Linked DNA regions of Mus musculus: region 1 is linked to region 2. The links are chromatin contacts, called in public promoter capture Hi-C maps. All regions are on one chromosome and are shown on one strand. Each heading gives the region's core, a stretch centred on a gene start, on an enhancer-like site or on the middle of the called end of the contact. The rest is flanking DNA. Distances are from core to core; before and after follow the strand shown. Region 1 has its middle 8.3 kb from the start of Gm46925. Region 2 holds the start of Castor2 (cytosolic arginine sensor for mTORC1 subunit 2).

The links. Promoter capture Hi-C pulls out the DNA fragments that hold promoters and counts their contacts.
Region 1: a contact with region 2 is called in a promoter capture Hi-C map of embryonic stem cells, with 2.7 times the contacts expected there. The contact joins the enhancer-like site here to the promoter of Castor2 in region 2. A contact is called at or near these places in 4 of 39 promoter capture datasets (embryonic stem cells, pre-B cells, stem cell-derived epiblast-like cells and 1 more), 4 of 484 Hi-C or Micro-C datasets (embryonic stem cells and pre-pro-B cells), 1 of 115 datasets of contacts at active chromatin or transcription factors (pancreatic cancer cells) and 1 of 9 other capture datasets (pancreatic islet).

The regions. Positions count from the first base shown.
Region 1 is chr5:134,338,827-134,341,608 of GRCm38.p6, forward strand. No RefSeq gene overlaps it. Among named protein-coding and RNA genes, the nearest start is that of Gm46925, 8.3 kb to the right of the region's middle. Within about 2 kb of position 1,520, at least 20 of the 459 cell types and tissues checked have an H3K27ac peak or open chromatin away from gene starts, as enhancers often do. A contact at or near this core is called in embryonic stem cells and stem cell-derived epiblast-like cells, where this site is marked.
Region 2 is chr5:134,098,291-134,101,222 of GRCm38.p6, forward strand. Castor2 (cytosolic arginine sensor for mTORC1 subunit 2) reads left to right here and starts at 1,458. Exons shown (of 9, transcript NM_030719.3): 1 at 1,458-1,861. The coding sequence starts at 1,749. It overlaps Gm15627 (predicted gene 15627), which reads right to left and starts at 1,351. Exons shown (of 2, transcript NR_166664.1): 1 at 836-1,351; 2 at 122-475.

The sequences.
Region 1 (2,782 bases), core at 270-2,769, 240 kb after region 2:
TGAGGAGTCACCTCGGTGACTTCTGTTGCAGAGGTACGGATTTCAGGAATGCCTTAATTATATTAAATTAAAGACCTAGCAAATTATAGCTCACCAGCAAACCACTTTCAATGTTGAGTCAGTCTGCAAAGAGGCAGGCTTGAAGGGATGCCATGGGGCCAGCGAGCTGGCTCATCGGATAAAAGTGCTTGCTGCCAAGGCTGGGGACTGTGAGTTCAAACCCCTCAACTCACATGCTCAAAAGAGAGACTCGACTCCTGGAGGTTGTCCTCTGATCTCTACACCAGCGCTAAGACATGTGTGCCTCTGCCCAATAAATAAACGCAAAGGCTCCTGTGAAACACTATCTTCCCCGTTGGTTCGAGACGGGGTTCTCTATGAGGCTTTGACTGTCCTGGAACTCACCCTGTAGATTAAGCTGGCCTCGAACTCACAGAGCTCTGCCTGCCTCTGCCTCCTGAGTGCTGGGACAAAGACGGTGCTCCACCATCACTACACAGCTGCTATGAAGTCTTTTTTTTTTTTTTTTTTTAATAAAATGAATTTTATTTGAGGGCATGAGAAGAGGGGATGAGAAGGGATTGTGGGAAAGACAGGGGACAGAGAGGGACAGAAAGAGAGGGAAGAGAGGAAGAAGGGAAAAGACCGACTGGGAACACATGAAGAGAGAGAAAGGGGGGCAAAAGAGAGAGAGAGAGAGAGGCCAGAGAGTGCTCTATGGAATCTTACTAATGAAGCCCAACAGTCAGGCGGTTGAGGAGGAGGTAGGTATACAGGTGTGTAAAGCCAGTCTGAGCTACACAGTGAATGCCAGACTCCCTGGGCTGTAGTGCAAGCCTCTGTCTCGAGAAGCAGTCCAGAGCTGGTGAGATGGTTCATCCAGTGAAGAGCTCGCAGAAAAGCCTGCGAGTCTGAGTCTGAGACCCAAGACGATAGGAAAGATCTGACTCCTGAAGTTGACACCTATGATCTTCACTTCCCACATGCATACTGTGGCAGGTACGTGCACACACACATGCACACAAACCCACATACACACATATGCACACATACACACACACACACACACACACACACACACACACACATTTAAAAACAGAGCTAAACTGGGCATGGTGGTGCACGCCTTTAATCCCAGCACTCGGGAGGCAGAGGCAGCAGGATTTCTGAGTTCCAGGACAGCCAGATCTATACAGAGAAACCCTGTCTCGGAAAAACGAAGAAAAAACCAAACAGAGCTAGGCTTGGCTGTACCTGGTATCCTAGCACTCAGCAGATGGAGACCAGAGGGTCAGAAGTTCAAGGTCACTCTTGGCTATATGAGACCTTGTTGCAAAACAAAACTGCTTAGAAAGTTCAGGTGACAACCTTACCTAGTCAGAGGGGAGCCCCTGCACAGCTGTTTAATCTTCCCAGCCCTTGACTCTCAGGCTGAAACCCTTCTCCAGTGTCAGGGCCACCCACTCTGTATTTGGTTCTCTGTCTCAATCCTGTAAGGCTGGCCATTTGCTGATTGGTTTCCTCCCTGTGTAAGCGGAGATGAGTATCAATCCGAAGACAATAGAGACAAGGGAAGGAGGGATGGCTCCGAGGGTAAAGGCGATTGCTGCCAAGTCTGGCGACCTTTGGTCGAACCCCAGGAGCCCACATGGTGGAAGGAGAGAGTCAACTCATGCAAGTTGTCTTCTGACTTCCACATGCATGCCACATGACATGCACAGACACGACGGCATGCGAGGGCACACACGAAAAATGTATGTGGCACTAAATAATAAATTACTGGAAAAAAAAAAGAAATCAGGACAGCCAGCCTGAAAGAGGAAAATAGGACAAACTTCATCAGTCCCAAAGCATGAAACGCTTTCAGGAGATAATACCACACCCAGCTTGCTTCATTTTATTCAACAGGGCAGCAAATACAACAGTCTTCCCAGTAGTGGGAATAGGAGTTGAATTTTTAACTTAGAAATGACCCAAGAGGGGCTGGTGAGAAGGCTCAGGGGGTAAGAGCACTCACTGACTGCTCTTCCGAAGGTCCTGAGTTCAAATCCCAGCAATCACATGGTGGCTCACAACAACCCGTAATGAGACCTGACGCCCTCTTCTGGTGTGTCTGAAGACAGTAACAGTGTACGTATTTATAATAATAAATAAATCCTAAAAAAAAAAAAAAAAAAAGAAAAGAAAGGAAACAAACCTTCTCTGTGTTGTGTGCACCTAACTTGTGAGAGACAGAGGCCAATGTTCCCGGGCCTTCCTTTATCAGTTTTTAACATCTATTTACTTGTTTGTGTGTTGGGGCAGGTGTGTATATCATGGTGCACATGCGGAGATCAGAGGACAGCCCATGAGAACTGGTTCTTTCCCTCCACCATGCGGGTCCAAGAGATCTAACCCAGCTCATGGGACCAGGCAGCAAGCGCATTCGCCCACCTATCCATCTCCACAGCCCATACAAATTACCCTCAGACACAGGGTTCCATGTAGCCCTGGCGATGACTTTCAACTTCACGCCGAGATTACAGACGTACATCACCGCGTCTGTCCAGTTTCAATACTTTTAAATGATAGGTATTATTTCAAGGCAGGCAAAGTTGATGTGTGTAAAAACAACCTTAGTTGCCAGAAAAAAATAATTAAAAATTTGAGTAAATCAATTTTCCATGTACATGAAGAACTGCTGCCACCCCATGGAGACTCTGTATAAACGCACACTTTGGGCACGTGGGCTTCTCTAGTGACCTCTGATTAAAACCACCATAGCAGACATCTCAGTTCTGAG
Region 2 (2,932 bases), core at 208-2,707:
TGTACAGGCAACCGAAATGGAGGCGAAAAGATCAGAAGTTCAAGGTTATCTTCAACTATAGATAGACTTGATGAAGGATAACATGAGATAAACGAGACTCTGTCTCAAAACAAAAGAAAAATAGAGCTATCAGTTATTTATTGAAATTACGTGTGTGCACGCATGTACAAATCAGAGGAACAACCTGCAGGGTTCCATTCTCTCCTTCCAAGGTCCAGAAGATCGAACTCAGGTCAGCAAACTTGGCAGCGTCTTTACCCACTGAGCCATCTCGAAGGCCCAATCTTTAACTACATTAAAAGACATAGTGAGAATTCTGGGTTTCACGCCCTTTAGTGGGTATGAGGCAGCACAATAAGCCCCCATCTGATAGAAGGGAACTGAGAATATGAGATTGACAGGCAGGATTTTCTCCCCGAAGAGTTCCCTGTTCGCCTCGTCAGGTAGACTTGACCCACCACAACGTCAAAGCACTCTGCCAAAGGGCAAAAGCACTAGTCAGTAACTTTAACCTAGAGGATTTCAAAACCTAGTCAGCCATGAAAGGGAGAGGGGCGGGAGGGGCGGGCAGAATATTTGCTAAACAGGTCCCCCATACAGCACTCAAGCCTGGGGTTAGAAACACTAAGGATAACTCTCATTCAGATTCAGTTCCGCTCTCCACCTCACCCCGGTAACCCCCTCCCGCTCCCCCTTACCCCTCCACCCTCCCAGATCCACAGTTACTTCAGCAGCTTTGCACCCATGATCCCGGAGACCCGGGTCCTGGTTCCCGTGCCTGCCTTATCTCTATCCTCCCTCACATTTTCCGCAGCAACAAAGCCAAACACAGTACCGTGGGGGCTTTCACGCTTCTGTGCGTTTGGACACGGTGTTCCTTCTGCCTGGAAGGCCGCGCAGCTCTCCCTCTGAGCGCCCCCCTCCCCCTGCCTGCGTGCTCTCATTCAGCCCCCAGCACCCTTTTCCAAGGAAGCCGGCACCCTTCTCTATCTAACCCAACTCTTCTTTTGCTTTCCTTCCCTGAACGACAATCACCGATTCCTCTAAATCTCTCCTCTGGCAGGATCAGGCCTTTTCCAACGCTGGAGTTGCTTGTTGAGGAAAGGGGTTCTCGATTGACACCCCAAAGAAAGTACCTAATCCTGAGTTTGAGCGATTAAAGAGCATGCATCTAAGCTTAAATCCGCTCCAAATTCCCTATATGTCCCATCGGGTTCCTCTGTGTCCCTGGGGAACCCCGAAATCTTGCATTCCCAGGGCACCGTGGCGCAGCAGCCCAGCCCCCCTGGCTTGACATCAGCAAGCTGGAGTAGTCCGGGGGGTTGGGGGGAGGGCCGCGTAAAAGCGCGCGCGCGGACTACAAATCCCGATTGGCATTGCGTGGCCTCCCGGCTGGCGCCTGCGCATCACGGGCCCGGCGTTTGAGTGGCAAGTTGTTTGTTACAGCGAACACCAGCTGCTGCTGCGCCGGGCGCCGCGCTCAGCCGGGCGCTGTTTGCTTGTCCACCCCGTAGCTTGCTGCACCCCGCAGGTCCTCCCCAGGCCTCCTTTTTTTGCAACTTGCCAAGCTTCCTTTTTCTGGCTCGAGTACGAATCAACCCGGCATCGAGCTCCGGGCCCCCTTCCCTGGGCCGGTTGCCCCACGGCTTGGGGCGCACAGGGGGCGGGGGCCGCGGCTCGTCCCCGTCCCCCCCCCCCCAACTCGGGCCACCGCGGATGATCCGCCGTGGAGGAGCCCTGGGCGGACGATGGAACTGCACATTCTGGAACACCGGCTGCAAGTTGCCAGCGTCGCCAAGGAGAGTATCCCGCTCTTCACCTACGGCCTCATCAAACTTGCCTTCCTGTCTTCCAAGACCAGGTGAGAGAAAGAGAGTAAGGGGCGAGGGGATGGCTGACGGGGGGGGGGGGTGTCGGGGGGGGCTCATGGTACCAGCCCCGGGACAGACAAAGAGGCGCACCCCGGGGGGACGCAGTGCAAAACAACTTCATCCCCCCCTAATCTCTGCCATTCTCCTGCATCGGACAAAGCCACCCCTGTGCTCTCTAGTGGGGGTCCCCTCCACCCAGAAGCCCCCACCCCACTGCGCCTCCAACTGCTGCCACCAACACCCAACACCCCCCCCTCCCGTCTCAGTCCCTTCCCCGAGATCCCGAGTAACCTCCCTAAATGGCCTCTATGATGCATCCGTGAATGAATGAATGAACGAATGAATGAATGAAAAACAGGTGTGGGGATCTGGAGGAGGAAATTTACAAACTAAACACGCCCCATCCCCCCATCCATCCACCACCACCACCACCACCACTACCCTCCTCCCAGTTGGGCCGGCCCCCCTGTAGCCATTGGCAAGCGGGGAGGGATGGCGCTGAGGTCGGTCTACCCCAGAACAGAAATATCATAAAATCATTAGTAGATGTTTATCTCCAGGTGCCTGCGAGGGGAGAAGAGGTGCAGGCAGCGGGGGAGGGGCAGCAGGGCCAGGGTCGCTGATTTCTTTTCTCTTTGGGGGTCCAGCGAAGTGGGGGGGGGGGGGGATTTTGAACCATGGAAGGGGAGGAGCAGACGTGTTGATGGATCTGCCTGGAACCTGGGCTTGGATGTTCCAGGGGGAGAAAAATAGTGGAAGGCCTTGGGAGGTAAGAAGAAAAAGAAGAAAAAAAATATTTTTTTTTAATCTTAGATTTTTTTTTTTTCCCGTTGCTGGATGTGTTTGACTTCATAAACTCCTGTTAGATTAGTCAGACTACCTTTTCTTTTCATTGCCCATTTCCCCTTATGCAGTGGGAATTGGAGCAAGCTACCATTGACTCAAACCCCTTACCATTCACTTACCATTATGATGGGTCTGGTTTGGGGGGAGGGGGGGAGGGGGATTTAAAGCGAGGATGCTCTTACCTCCTTGCCAAAGGAATGGATACGTTATGGGTC